Linked DNA regions of Mus musculus: regions 1, 2 and 3 are each linked to region 4. Evidence: chromatin contacts called from public HiChIP or PLAC-seq data. All regions are on one chromosome and are shown on one strand. The core of a region is the stretch at or near the end of the contact, and the rest is flanking DNA. Distances in the headings are between cores, read along the strand shown.

Region 1 (3,485 bases), core at 982-3,481, 260 kb before region 4:
CCAATTAACACCAAGTAAAAGACACTCAGTTGAGTGGACGCTCAGTAGAGGATTTGGGGCAGCCATATTCTTTCTTGGAGCTCTGAAGGTCTACACTGATCTCACAGCAGTTTACTGTTGTTTATTTGCTGTATTAGAGGTAGGATCTCATGCAGCCCAGGCCGCTTCTGAACTCTGGATCCAGAAATGTTAATCTTTAAAAACATAATGAGCCAGGAATAGTGGTGCTCAGGAGGCAGAGGCAAGTGGGTCTCTGTGAGTCCAGGCCGGTAGCGTCCTCATAGTGAATTCCAGGCCTGCTGGGGCTACATAGTAAGACCATTTCAAAAAGAAAAAATACAATGAGATTATCCATGAGTGATCTGATGGAATAGTATTTCTGCTGCACATAGTACAGTAATGACTCTTAGCTGTTTATTGGTTTTAGCTTGTTTATTGGTAGTTCATTTGATAGTTCTTTCCTTATTCAAGAAATAATTATTGTCAAATATAGTAGCACACACCTGTAATCCCAACACTTTAGAGACTAAAGTTGTCTTAAGTTCTAGGCCATCTTGACTACAAAGAGACCCTGGAGAGAAAGGTTGGTCAGGAGTGGTGGCACCTTTAATCTCAGCATCCAGGAGGCAGGGGTGGGCAGATCCCTCTGTGCTCAGAAGCAACCTAGTCTATGTCTTGAGTTTCAGGCCAGCCAGGACTGTACAGTGAGACTCTATCTCAAAAAAATTTTTTTTTCAAAAATTAAGTATTTGATGTGTGCTTAATCTGGCCTTGCTATCAAAATAAAAGCAACCATCCTCATCCTAAAACCAAAGCCACCTGTTTATAATTGTTTCATGGCTATAACATATTTTCTTTATAATTATGACATCCTCCACCTTAGGAGATCGTAGTAAATGTAGCTGCTTGTGTACATTGCACAAAGCAAGCTCTTTGGAATGTGCAGTTGGAAACCTTGGAATACCCAGGGGAATAATCAGGATTATATGCTTCAGGCTACTCAACAGCTAGACTGTGGTTACAGTCATCTCTGTATAGACTGTTGAGTGGAGTCTGTCTTGCCTTAGGCACTGACTGTCTCTGGCCAGTAGGCTGAGTTATGTGCTGATGGGACCTGGCAGGTCCACTTCATTTTTTTTAGGGGATCAGCACTTTGTCCCTGTTCCACCTAGGACTTACCTGACAACACAGAATGTCTCTCTAGAACTTTGCAAATATGGAATCTTGAGCTTAGGGCAACCAGAGCTGGTTTAGAGAGGCCACTCTGCGCAGTTAATAGTTTGGACTCATTACTCCTAGAGTCCAATAAAAATTGACTTCTGCATTAGCCTAAAGCTGGAGGTTTTTCTGATCCTACATCCAGGGGATGGACTCTCTGTGGATTTGGCTTTAACGTAACATAAAGGTGTCTGCTGAGTGATGGTGTGTTCACCCGCTGGAGGGAGAGCTGACAGCCTGAGGACTAATGGGTTTGTTTTGGTGTGGGTTGGGTTTTTCAGTGGATGAGTCAGGGTAAGGGGTGAAGCCAGATTTAGATGTACCCTCTCTCTTTTGAATTGCAGAGCTCTGGTGATCTTGATTTGAGTAGTGAGTTGAAGTTGAGAAACCAAAACCCCTTTTGTGCTCTGAACATTGTGGGACACAAACGTTATGTCCCATTATGCCATGTTGAGGTTCTGAAGTCATGGTACGTGTGTTAGTCTTGGCGCAGCTTACCACAGCTCGCTTGACGCAGCATGTACCTGATGTATCTGAACCAGAAGATCTCGGTTCTCAGTTGTATCCCTTGTCTCTCTGCAAAGATAAATCCCAAGCTTCCCCTGGAGGTGACAGTCCTCCTGTCCTTGCCTCCTGTGGTCAGAGTGGACATAGTACTGCAGGTCCTGAGCGGTTGGTGGAGGGAGATGAAGACAGTTGGCCCCACCCTGGGGTGTGGAAGGAAACAGAACTTCCACAGCCTCCAACCCCACTTAGAGGCACTGCCAGTCTGAGACATATGTGTGATGTAGCTGGGGCAGCAGGAGAGCAATGGGCTCTGGACAGCAGAGCAGAGTGTATGTTTAATCAAACTCTTTATGTCGTTGCTGTTAGTTGTCAAAGTTAGTGCTGACATCGTTTTCTTTTCTCAGTCTCAAACCATGAATTATGTGGGCCAGCTGGCTGGGCAGGTGCTCGTCACTGTGAAGGAACTCTACAAGGGCATTAACCAAGCCACGTTGTCTGGATGCATCGATGTGGTCGTGGTGAGGCAGCAGGATGGCTCCTACCAGTGCTCGCCTTTTCACGTACGCTTCGGGAAGCTGGGTGTCCTGAGGTCCAAGGAGAAAGTGGTGAGTGCACAGGTCACCATGGTGACCGGCCCCTTCCTCTTACTCTTTTTTTTTTTTTTAAACTTGCATGCTATTGAAGACCATGGTAAGAAACCAACTTTATAGGTACTGCTTTTGAATTGGCTTCTAAATTCAAAAGACTCTCTTATAGAAAGTTTCTCCAAATGAAAAAGAAACTGAAATCATGAAGAGACTCAGAACAAAACTGGAGATAATTACAAATGAGGAAGTTGGGCTTATTTTGAAAAAGAAATTTTGCTTTATTTAATATAGCACTTTAAAATAGTGTAGGGCCAGCAAGATGATTCAGTGGTAAAGGCTCTCTCCATCAGTCCTGAGACCCACAGGGTGCAACAAGAGAACACACTCAGAAGTCATCCAGTGACTTGACCCGTGTACCCTGTGGCTCATGTACATGCTTTAAATCCTCAGTTTAAAAAAAAAAAAAGGCTCTCTAAAAATAAAATAATGCAGTCTGGAGATACAGCTTAGTCAGCAAAACATTTGCATACCATGCACCAAGCCTGTGCAGGCACTGAGGAGGTAGAGACAGAAGGACAGGAGCATTCTCAGCTCAGCCACATAGCAGAGGTGCACGAGGCCAGCCTGAGACACAGGAGAGCCTGTTGATTGATTGATTGATACATACACACAAACATATATGATAATATTGTTGTACTGATTATGAGTAGGTAGACTAAGCTCATGTAATCAAGTGTAGATTATATTTATTTAAAAGAAATAAACACCCCAATTGAATGTTTGTATTTTTCCTCTTTTGCATTTAATGGGGGGCAGTGTTTGGATGTTTTTAAATTATCATTTCCCTCAAGTATTGGGCAATAAGAAGGTTTTTGAATTGTGTGTATGGTAGGTTTTAAAACAGAGTTAATGATAAAACTTTGTAGAGCATGTATTTGGCAACTTTTCACTTCCACATTGTCTTCCACATGGTGATAATAATGTCAGCAACTCTTACTAAGATTTCGGAGCACTTTGCCACTGGGTAGCACAGTGGAAGGGTGGGTGCCGAAGGACCAACATGCACAAGTTAAAGAGGTTTTTGCTGGTGTTTTTTTGGATATACATCTCCCTCTACTTAGGCTTTGGGTTTTTGAAACTGAAAGAAAGTGGGTTTCCAAAACTAGACTTTAT
Region 2 (3,339 bases), core at 165-2,664, 460 kb before region 4:
CCAGTCCCATCTCTTTGCAATGCCCAAGCTGCTCTGTTTCTCTTTCTCTCACATCTGACCACCACACACTCACACATTGTGGTGGCTCCAACTGCAGGTTTGGTCATGCAGCTGGAAGGCCCCTGGGTGACATCCTCCATCTTGTGCTAACATGGCAGTACGCAGTGTGTCTCTGGTCTGCCTGCCTGTGCCATGTGCTGGAGGGTGGGTCTATCTGTCTTCTTTCTCCTGCGCTGTGCTGCCTGCATTTGAGTTGACTTGATTTTTTGAGTCCTAGGCATACAACAGCTCTGGCCACCAAGCCAGGTATCAAGCTAGAATGAACAAAGGACTGCCATCTGCTCTGGCCCTGACCGAATACCACCACCAAGGTGTCTTTTTGTCTATTGCAAGGGGGTCTAAGTAGAATTCTTGAAGCAAATAGTTTCTGAAGTTTATAGATTATAATGGATTACTTTCTGTTTATTGTTAGTGTGTTTACTGTGTGTGTTTATAAAAGAGGGAGGGAGGGAGGGAGGGAGGAAAGGACGGAGGGAGGGATGGAGGGACGGAGGGACAGAGGGAGAGAGAGAAAGAGCCACCAGCTTAGCTGAGATCCTCCTGCCTCTGTCTGTCATCTTGCTGTAGGACTCATGGAATTACCGTTTCTATGGAGTTCTGGAATTACAGATGTGCACCACTGCTGCAGGTTCTTTTCACGAGGATTTTGGGATGGAGCCCATGTGTCAGGCTGGGCCACTTCTTCATTACACCATTGGTTGGAAGCAAAGAATCAGGTAGTTAGGCTGAGCCTGCTCTTGAGTGTGGAAGGATAAGATAACGAATTCCTTTTCCTAATTTTTCTTTTCCTTTTTCTAATGAATGAGGAATTGGACAATTGCACCTGATGCTAAGATTCACTTTTCCTAAACAGAGAGGGACAGCGAGTGTCCCAAAGCCTCCGCACTAACCTTTAGTTAGCCCCAGCTTTCTCTCCCATGTTGTCTTTCAACGCTGTGCTCCATGTGTCACAAACAGCGCACACAAAGCCGCGTCTTGGCGTTAAGATTCCATGAGGTCCATTTTGAGGATCGGATTCCTACACCTGTTTTTAGCTCTGAACACAAGCCCTGTATGTTTAAATACAAAGCAGTAAAGATATATCGGACACAGTCCGTAGAATCCTCTATTTAAGTCGGTCCTCCATTTGGTTTAATCAGGCCGTACTCATTGAGCCATTAACCTAATCCTACTGCTCCTGCAGCTTCCTGCCATGCTCTTCTCTGGGTTTGGGACTCCCCTCCCCATGTGCTGCTATATTTATCTGCCTTCCTGGCCATAAAAGGCTGGCTGTGGGGCCCTGACATTCTGCTGCCTGACCACATGCATTATTTTTGAACTGGCCCCCAGAATCCAGCCTCTAGCCCTGCCTCTTAACTTTTTCTTGGATTCAACCTAGGTGGGCCCTCATTCTCTCCTGCTCCTCGACTGCGGCAGGGCAGTGGGCCGTAACCCCCACCCCAGAAACCGGTAAGTGACATGGAGGTGGCAAATGTACTCAGGAGTTTCAGTCTGCCTTCTCGCCTCAGCAGGGGAGTGACAGGAGCTCCTGGAAGGGGAGACGGGAGCAGTAAGGTACCTGCCTGGGCTGGTGGCTGTTTTTGCCGTATTCTTTTGAAAACAAGAATATGCCTCTGTTTCTGGAACTGCAAGCTCACATTTGTCTCATATCCAATGCAAGTATTTTCTCAGGGAAAGGAGCAGTGAAGTATTTACAGAGCTCCTTGAGTGCAAATTAAGCTAGAAGGATACAAATTCTCTTCAGAGCCACTAATTCATGATCCGGTGACATAGCTCCAAGGGAAGAGAGGGATGGGGGAGGGAAGAAGCGAGAGGATGAACTCTGCCATGAGAGAGCAGTGTGGACGACCTCTCTCTCAGGAGCATTGTGATATTTCTGACTTGAAAATGACTGGGTAACACAGAGGTGGCAGACCTGGCACCGTGACCCTGGAGCGATTGCCTTCTGTAATTAATTTCCATCAGCTTTTGGCCTCTGCTGCCCGCATCAGAATATTACAGCACGGTTACAATTTTGGAGGTAGTATTTCTTCTTAACCGTCGAGATTATTTTTAGAAATAAAAGTTAGTTTTCAGAAGCACAGAAGACAAAAAAATAAAAAAGTCTTTATTTCTAACAAATCCTGGCAGTTGTGTGTTGGGCTAAGCCTGGCTCACTGGCTGGTTATACTTTGGTCACTGCTATACTTTGGTTCAGCACTGGTGGCTTAACCAATGTACTAAGTAGTAGATGTTAATCACGTAAGTATTCTTGGGACAGATAATGAAGAATGGAAAATGGAGTTGGGACAAGACACTTAAACCATCTGTTTTGTGAGAATGATAGCATTTTGAACCATCTGGGTAGCAATGTTAGTTTATAATATAACACAGCAAAGGAGCTTTTATTATTTGTAAGTCACTTTGATGACATCATTACAGAGACTTACCTAACACTTCATAATACAGTGTATTCTAACCCTTTTATACTATAAACGCCACCCAAAAGTTATCCATTAAGTATAGTTCTGCATATTTAGTAACAGAAAAGGCAATCTATTTAAGGATTTAAGGAAGCACAGTTGCTTGCTGGTAGCTATTTTTTTTTTCTCTCTCTTAGAAAATGTCATGTAGACTGGTATTTCCCATGAGACTTCAGATACATATTTCAGGAGTGAAGTTTGTTGGCTTTTCTTCTCTAAAGAGAACACACTGACTTTTTAAGCAGCTTAAATAAAACTTAGTTTTAAATATGACAAAAATTTAAAAGGATTTACTCCTCAGTTAGGAATTTTAAGCAAAACAAGGTTAGGAAAAGAAAAACCTTTGCTTGAAAACAATTTTGTTATATAGTTTTGAAAATAATAATATTATACATGGGAGGTTTTTTTAAAAAACCTAGGAGAGGTGTCTATAAAATTATGACTTGCTCCAGTTTGCCATGTGGCTGGTAGTCTTTCGGTGAACACATGATTTACACATGAAGTAAATGCAAGGCCTCCGTAAGCAAAGGCACTTCCTGCTAAGCCTGGTGGCCTGAATTCTGTCCCCTGAGCCCTCACGGAAGGAGAGAACGGGTGCTGAGAAGTTGTCCTCTGTGCTCCGTGTACATGCTGTGACACACATGCACCCCCTAGACGCACAAAATCAATTACCTGATAGATAGATATGAAATGCCAGAGCCACACCGAGCTCAGATTCTTTATATTCCTATATGGATTCTCCCATATTTCTATATGGAATAAATACTGTTCTGCCTTTTTGTAATGTGTGCACAATTTGAAAGAACTCCCAATTATA
Region 3 (3,234 bases), core at 695-3,194, 420 kb before region 4:
GGATCAGGAGTTCAAGGCCAGCCTGGGCCACACATGAACAGCAGAGTGGCACAGCAGAAGTGTGCTGAGCCCATCAGAGATACTTAATGTCAACATCTGTTTTACACACACACACACACACACACACACACACACACACACACACACACACTGGGGGGGCGGGGAAACAGGGAAGGAGGGAGGGAGGTGGGAAGGAGAGAGGGGGCAGGCAAACAAGTGCACGGAAAGTGTCATTAGCAACTGTAGCATTCAGTTTTTGCATAAATTGCAGACAAATGACCCTTTTTACCTGCCATACTGAAAAGATAATATGATTTACAACTCCCTTGTGGGGGCTGGAGAGAGCTCAGTGCCTGCCACACACACATTAAGCCCCCAGCCCCCGTGTAAAAGCCAGCTGCAATAGCACACTCTATAAACTCAGCACTGGAGGGTGTAGGGCTGGGCAGAGGCAGGGGGACCCCTGGAACTCTAGCTTCAGAGACAGGTGGACCCCAGCAGTTTAGCTGACTCTACAAACTCCTGGTTTAGTGAGAGACTGTCTCAAAGAGCAAGGCAACTGAGGAAGACATCACTCCTTGAACTCTGGTCGACATACATGCGTGCACATACACATGCCTATGCATATACACATGTACACACACACACATATAATACACATAATAAAAACAACTCTACCAGGGCAGGGGGACGCAGAAGCCGGTCCTCCTATACGAGGCTGTGATTATGAACTGGTTCAAAGTCTCTGAGGATGTTTTACAACTATGTATTTAAAGCACACAGTCCTACTTCTCCAGTTCCAGGACAAAATGGACAAAGATGAAGACAAATATGACATAAAACCAGAGTTGCTTACCAATGAGAGTACTAAATTAAAATGTCTTTATCTGTACATATATTTTAATAAAAAGGTATAAATATATATGAATAAATATAAGAAGTTCATGCTTCACATAAAGAACTACTATGCAGCAGTGAAAACGAATGATGTATATCTGTACTTCCTGAAATGTATCAAGAAAAAGAAGTTTGCATGAACACCATGACCCAAGTTATTTAAAAAATCATCATATTTAGGATTTATTTCTTATGTGGTTGCATATATCCATAACCCACATAAGAGTGGACACAAGAAAATGCAAGTAGATCAAATATGAGTTTGTGGCCAGCCTGGACTAGTAATAATCATTATCATTTTTGCTAGACGTGCTGGCACACAGCTACAATCCTAGCGCTCAGCAGGCCAAGGCAGGATGATCCCCAGTTCAAGGTCAGCCTGAGCCATAAATTCTAGCAAGACCCATCTCAAAATATTTTTTCATCTTTTAGTTTAGGCCAGTATGTCAGTAGCCATTATTTCTGAGTTACAGATTTAAAGGAGATTTTAACCTTCTTGATTATCATCTCTTTGATAATCATGAACTACCTCTATAATAAATATAAACAATAAGATAACATTTTGAAAAAAGTTATTATTATTATTATTAGCCTATGTCTGAGGCCATAATGAGTAACAGGCTAATCTTTGACCAGATTAATCAACCCATAGGAAGTTAGGCTATTTGGAAGTTGAGAGAGAGAGAGAGAAAGCTAGAAGCTTTGAAGAGGATAAATGCTGGCTAGTGGGCTCTGTGGCCCGGAGCTGGACAGGAGCTGCTGGAGCTGGACACTGAGAGCGCCCCTCAGAATACATTCCCACCATGCTAGACTCCCCACACTGTGTTGCCCATCTTGAGAACAGGAACAATACTTTTAACTATTGTTAAAAGTTTACCACTGCATTGCTACGATGAAGCACTGTGACCAAAAGCAACGCATAGTTTAGTTCGTCTTACAGCATACAAATCCATCCCTGAGGGAAGCTGAGTCAGAGCCCAAGGGAGTGGGGGGCTGATGCAGAGGCCACAGAGGAATGCTGGCTACTGGCCTGTTCCTTGTGGCTTGCTCAGCCTGCTTCCTTATAGAACCACCAGCCCAAGGATGACAGCACCCACATTGGCCTGGGCCCTCCCATCAATCCCCAAGGCTAAGAAAATGCACCACAGACTTGCCTATTGGCAAATCTTGCAGAGGCATTTTCTTAATTCAGAGTCCTTCTTCCCAAATGACTCCAGCTTGTATCAAGCAGACATAAAACTAGCCAGGACGGGCACCCAGAAGAGCGTTAAATGAACTTAGGAAAGCAACTCTGACAAACACCCATGCCCAAGGTTAGTAAAAGTGGAAGATAATACAGGAAACAGAAGACATGATTGTTTACGAAGTAATATCATCACCAGACAGTGGGGCCGCCATTCCCCAGACACAGCTAAACTGTGATTATTCTTGTGGTATTGTGAATTAAAAGCCACAAAAATGAAACCTTTGCTTTCCTGGAACAATGAGCGCTTGTCAGTTGGAGTTGAAGCATCAGCTGATGAAGAAGAGGCTAGTATCCTTGAGGCAGGCTTTTCTGGGACATGTTTCCTCAGGGTCAGCACATGGAAGGTGTGGTCCAGAGGTGGCCATATGCGGATGAATGCCTAAGTAACTTAATAGATCTTCAAGCTCACCCCCTGAATGGCATCTTGCACCCTTTGTTATAGAAATGCTGGTCTGTGGCTCTCTGGACACCTCCTGTCCCCTGCTTTCTATTACAACCCAGAATCGCCGGCTGCTCAGCTAACTAGACTCTGCTCTGTTAACACGGGAATTACTCCATCAGTATGTGGAGTCATAGGCCTTTAAGACAAGGACGTTTCTGTGTTGTTGCTAGCTGTTCCCCTAGAGAGAGACCTCCTCTGAGTGCCTCTTCTGGTACTTGGGCTTTATCAGCATCAGCATCAGCATCAGCATCAGCATCAGCATCAGCATCAGCATCAGCATCACCACTGCATTCTTGCTCTGCTCTTCCTTCTGTCTCTGCCCTGCTTGCAAAGCCTGGGAAGAGACGGGAGTGCCCAGGAAAGCACTCGTTTCCTGTTGCTTGGCATGCAGGAAACGTTCTACGTTCAGCCCTGGCCATGGTTTGTTGGTGTCCTTCTCATTTAGTGTGTCTGCAGGAGACATTTTCCCAGAGAACACGCCCTGATGGTTTATAGGTCATGAAACAGAATGTCCAAAACCCAGGTAACCTGAGCTCTTCACAAGTAACGCCAACCTATTAACATTAAACCCAGAGGTCTGCAAAGGTTTCTGCCATCATATCAAACACCTTTGTAACTCACAAGCGTTGCAGAGGTGTAGCTCGTAGGG
Region 4 (3,458 bases), core at 181-2,680:
GAATAATTGGGGTGGGGGGGCACCACACCATAGGGAACTGTATTAAAGGATCACAACATTAGGAAAGCTGAGAATCAGTGTCCTAAACTAGGTTTTCTGGAAGGAAAACACTGTTTAAAACACTGTTTTATTGCCATATTCTTCTTTTAAAAGTTCAGAGCCCAGAACGGTGGCACTTGGGTCTGTGACTACCAACACTGGACAGCAAAGGCGGATAAAGTTCGAGGCCAACCTGGTCAACAGAGACTTCTAGGCTAGCCTGAGCTACACAGCAAGACCTCAAAACAAAACCCCGCAATACCCCTCCCCCAACATACTCAAGCTCAGGCAACAGTAAGAACAACAACAACCTATAAAGCATCTCACAGTATAAAGCACGTCTTGCTACGTAGTCATTCTTTTTTTTTTCCCCCCAAGCAGGTATACTCGTTCTTTGTTGTCCGCATGGTCACTTAGAGCTAGTTCAGGAACTCCCAAGGAAGTTGGAGCTCAGAGAACCAGGACAGCTCCTAATACTAACCTAACTTAGTATTACTCTGTAGAAGAATCCTGCTGGGACGGACCAGGCAAACCTTTCTGACAAGACAAGCCGGTAAAAGACTCCCTCCATCACCTCCCTGAACCTGAGGTACCCGGACTCCTGGAATCTCACCCCCCCACCACCACCAAACAGCGCAACCCTCGCAACACTGACTGTCCAGTGGATGCAACTCTGCATCTTCTGAAGTTACAAACTAGGACAAACACAGGTGCTTCTCCGACAGGAGGATGCACTAACTACTCTGCAACCATAAAGCAGTAACTAAACCTATAAGCGCCCACTAACTTGGAAGTCCCGAACGCTAGACCAGCACGGGCCCACGGAGGGGCGTGATCCCATCCTTCTTGGCCAAAGCCAGGCCGGCCGGGACATCCAACCAGGGATCATCCGCAACGTGGGCACCCGGCAGAGGCCAAGGCCGCAAGATCCCGGCCATCTGACAAGTTTATGGCGGTGACCCACCCAGGCTTCAGGCCACCTACCCTCACCTCCTCGCGAGCATCCCTCCAGCGCCCCGGGACGTACCTGACACACAGAAGCGCGGAACCCCGCGTAGTCCGCGTGCTCCGAGACCTGCAGTGCGCGATCCCCTAGCTCCGAGTCCTTCCCGCGCCGGTCAAACAAGTACACCGTCCTACAGCCGTCGACGGCGCCATCTCTCCCAGATCCCTCCGAGAGGCCGGCGGGATCGCTGGCGCCCTCCGCTGCCATGTTGAGGGAGAAAAAAAGAGAAGGCCCTGCGGCTCTCGGGCGCGCTTCCCGGAGACACCGACCCCGCGCGTGCCCTCGGCTCCAGCCGCCGCGGCTCCGAGCCTCAGCGGGCCGCGCAGCACCGACTGTGGGCAGCGGCCGGGAAGTAACCCGGGAACCGATTCAAACGCGCTTCTGCCGGGGTGCCGTACGTCACTTCCGCGACCCGCGAACACAGGGACGCGCTGAGCGCGCCTCAGAGCCCGCCAGCTACGTACGCCGCCGCCCACCAAGCCTCCTTCCGTGACCTGAGAGCGGGCCGCCGCCGTGGCTGCTGCGCAGGAGGAAGAGGACGGCGGACGGAGACCCGGCTAGTCCAGCAGGCCGTGGGGCGGGGCGGGGCTGGCCAAGGTGGGGCGGGGCTTCGCGCCCAGGCCACGCCCCCGGGCTCCTGCGGACCGCGGGGACTGGGGACGGCCTGGAAGCTGGCTTCCAGCGCCTTAGGGGCCTTCGCGGGGGGAGGTGGGGGGGGGCGCAACTCGCAAGCGTGTCGCCCCAGGGTCTATGCAGGCTCCCGCTGCAGGGCCCTGGCGCCTTCCCCCTAGCCATGCGGTCTCCAGGGCGCTACCAAGTCGGGCGGACGCGGCGGCTGGAAGCTTGCACCACCTGGGTCCCGGTGCGGTGGACACTAGCTAAAACACCGGGCACCGCTCTGCTTGCACGCTTCCTTCGCCGTCGTGGGTGGGTTCTACTGTGGGACAATGAGACAAAAGCTCGGCCTCGAGGAAGAGCGGGTCTCTGACGTCACGAGGCCGCGATGCGCGCCCCCGGGTTAGCCAGGCTCTGAGGCTTTAGGCGGCTGGGAGTCTTGGGATAATACCTAACCTACTCACCGAGGTTGAGTCAGCTTCTAAGCGTGCAATGTGTAAGACAGCCTCCTCGAAAACTTGAGCATAAAACTTTATATGCTCCAGTACGGGGGAATGTCAGGGCTAAGAAGCAGGAGTGGGTGGGTAGGGGAGCAGGGTGGAGGGAGGGCATAGGGAACTTTCGGGATAGCATTTGAAATGTATATAAAGAAAATATCCAATAATAAATAAATAAAAAAGAAAACTTGAGCATAATTATTGGGGGATGCGCTTCTGACTCTACAGATAGCAAGGAATGGGGGGGGGCGGGTAACCTTGCCAGATGCTTGCTCTCTGATTCTTAAAACCTGGATGCTTTGTACTTGAGAGAAACGTGTAAATTAATGAAACCCATTAATTAATTGAGTTCTTTTATGTGTCTAGAAGTTGGATCAGATTTAAGGGTGCTGTTTTACTAGGTTCGCAGGAGCCTTAATGATCAATGGTAAAGCTAGACTCAAAGTCAATGCACCTTGGAAACAGACCGGGTTGTTGGCACCAAGGACAGTTGGCCAGACATACAAAAGTGTGAAGGTTTGCGTAGAGCGGCATAAATAGTATGACTGGAAGAAGAGAAAATGAAACAGTAGGTGAGGTAGGTGAAGTTGTGACCAAAAGCTGGTCATGTTCTTGAAAGGGCACCTGAGAGACAGGAGACACGAGAATAACCTCCAACTATCATGAGATTTCTGTAAAATCTTATTGTAATTTGCTTTTTGTCAGTCTTCCTAGGCCTACATCAAACTTTGATCCTCCTGCCTTGACCCAACCTGAACCCTTGATGGCTTCAGAGGTATGAGTCACTACTCCTAGCTGGCATTTTACATTTTATCTTTAAAACTCACACAACCATTTCCTTCTATCCCTTTTATGGGCCGTGTTTGATTTGAACAACTGGAGAAAGACAAATCATTTCTCTAAGTCTTAGTTAACAAGCAAGATGAATTGCCTTTGTGGTTCAGCAAATTGGGGCTTAACAGCCAAAGGGTCAACAGGGCAATTTCTCTGTAATACCAAATTATAAATCTCATAAGTAAAAACAGAAGCACTTTGAAGGTCAGAGGACTCCATTCTCTGAAGTTGGAGATGGTTGTGAGCCTCCAGATGCAGGTGCAGGGAATCAAATCCTTAACAGCTGGTCCTAATGTGGATTTTTTTTATTTGTTCTCATTATTTAGAGAACATTAGTTTCTATAACCCAGCCCGCATAGATAAGACCTTACATATTTAATACAGTGTGTACAATTCCTGGACCGTCTTAACTATTGTGATATCAACTCAGCATGATGAACTAGGATACTTTTTCCTAACATCACAGC

Evidence for each region. HiChIP or PLAC-seq counts read pairs in DNA pulled down with a chosen protein or histone mark.
Region 1: a contact with region 4 is called in an H3K4me3 HiChIP or PLAC-seq map of bone marrow-derived macrophages, with 3 times the contacts expected there. The contact joins the enhancer-like site here to the promoter of Smchd1 in region 4. A contact is called at or near these places in 3 of 484 Hi-C or Micro-C datasets (the G1E-ER4 cell line, the HL-1 cell line and Th1 cells) and 4 of 115 datasets of contacts at active chromatin or transcription factors (CD8 T cells, the HPC-7 cell line, bone marrow-derived macrophages and 1 more).
Region 2: a contact with region 4 is called in an H3K4me3 HiChIP or PLAC-seq map of bone marrow-derived macrophages, with 4 times the contacts expected there. The contact joins the promoter of Myom1 here to the promoter of Smchd1 in region 4. A contact is called at or near these places in 7 of 39 promoter capture datasets (the C10 cell line, the HPC-7 cell line, cranial neural crest and 3 more), 7 of 484 Hi-C or Micro-C datasets (B cells, the G1E-ER4 cell line, embryonic stem cells and 2 more), 17 of 115 datasets of contacts at active chromatin or transcription factors (the HPC-7 cell line, acute myeloid leukemia, astrocytes and 10 more) and 3 of 9 other capture datasets (adipose tissue, embryonic stem cells and macrophages).
Region 3: a contact with region 4 is called in a CTCF HiChIP or PLAC-seq map of the NIH/3T3 cell line, with 5 read pairs. The contact joins the enhancer-like site here to the promoter of Smchd1 in region 4. A contact is called at or near these places in 1 of 39 promoter capture datasets (the SN4741 cell line), 2 of 15 datasets of contacts at CTCF or cohesin (both in the NIH/3T3 cell line), 3 of 115 datasets of contacts at active chromatin or transcription factors (the NIH/3T3 cell line, bone marrow-derived macrophages and extraembryonic endoderm stem cells) and 2 of 9 other capture datasets (embryonic stem cells and macrophages).

The regions. Positions count from the first base shown.
Region 1 is chr17:71,212,835-71,216,319 of GRCm38.p6, forward strand. It overlaps Lpin2 (lipin 2), which reads left to right. Exons shown (of 20, transcript NM_001357791.1): 2 at 2,130-2,330. The coding sequence starts at 2,139. Among named protein-coding and RNA genes, the nearest start is that of Lpin2, 31 kb to the left of the region's middle. Within about 2 kb of position 2,232, at least 76 of the 459 cell types and tissues checked have an H3K27ac peak or open chromatin away from gene starts, as enhancers often do. A contact at or near this core is called in CD8 T cells, the G1E-ER4 cell line, the HPC-7 cell line and 2 more, where this site is marked.
Region 2 is chr17:71,018,143-71,021,481 of GRCm38.p6, forward strand. It overlaps Myom1 (myomesin 1), which reads left to right and starts at 1,415. Exons shown (of 37, transcript NM_001083934.1): 1 at 1,415-1,509.
Region 3 is chr17:71,057,512-71,060,745 of GRCm38.p6, forward strand. All of the region lies in intron 10 of Myom1 (myomesin 1), which reads left to right. Among named protein-coding and RNA genes, the nearest start is that of Myom1, 40 kb to the left of the region's middle. Within about 2 kb of position 1,945, at least 39 of the 459 cell types and tissues checked have an H3K27ac peak or open chromatin away from gene starts, as enhancers often do. A contact at or near this core is called in the NIH/3T3 cell line and the SN4741 cell line, where this site is marked.
Region 4 is chr17:71,473,913-71,477,370 of GRCm38.p6, forward strand. Smchd1 (SMC hinge domain containing 1) reads right to left here and starts at 1,431. Exons shown (of 48, transcript NM_028887.4): 1 at 1,067-1,431. The coding sequence starts at 1,252.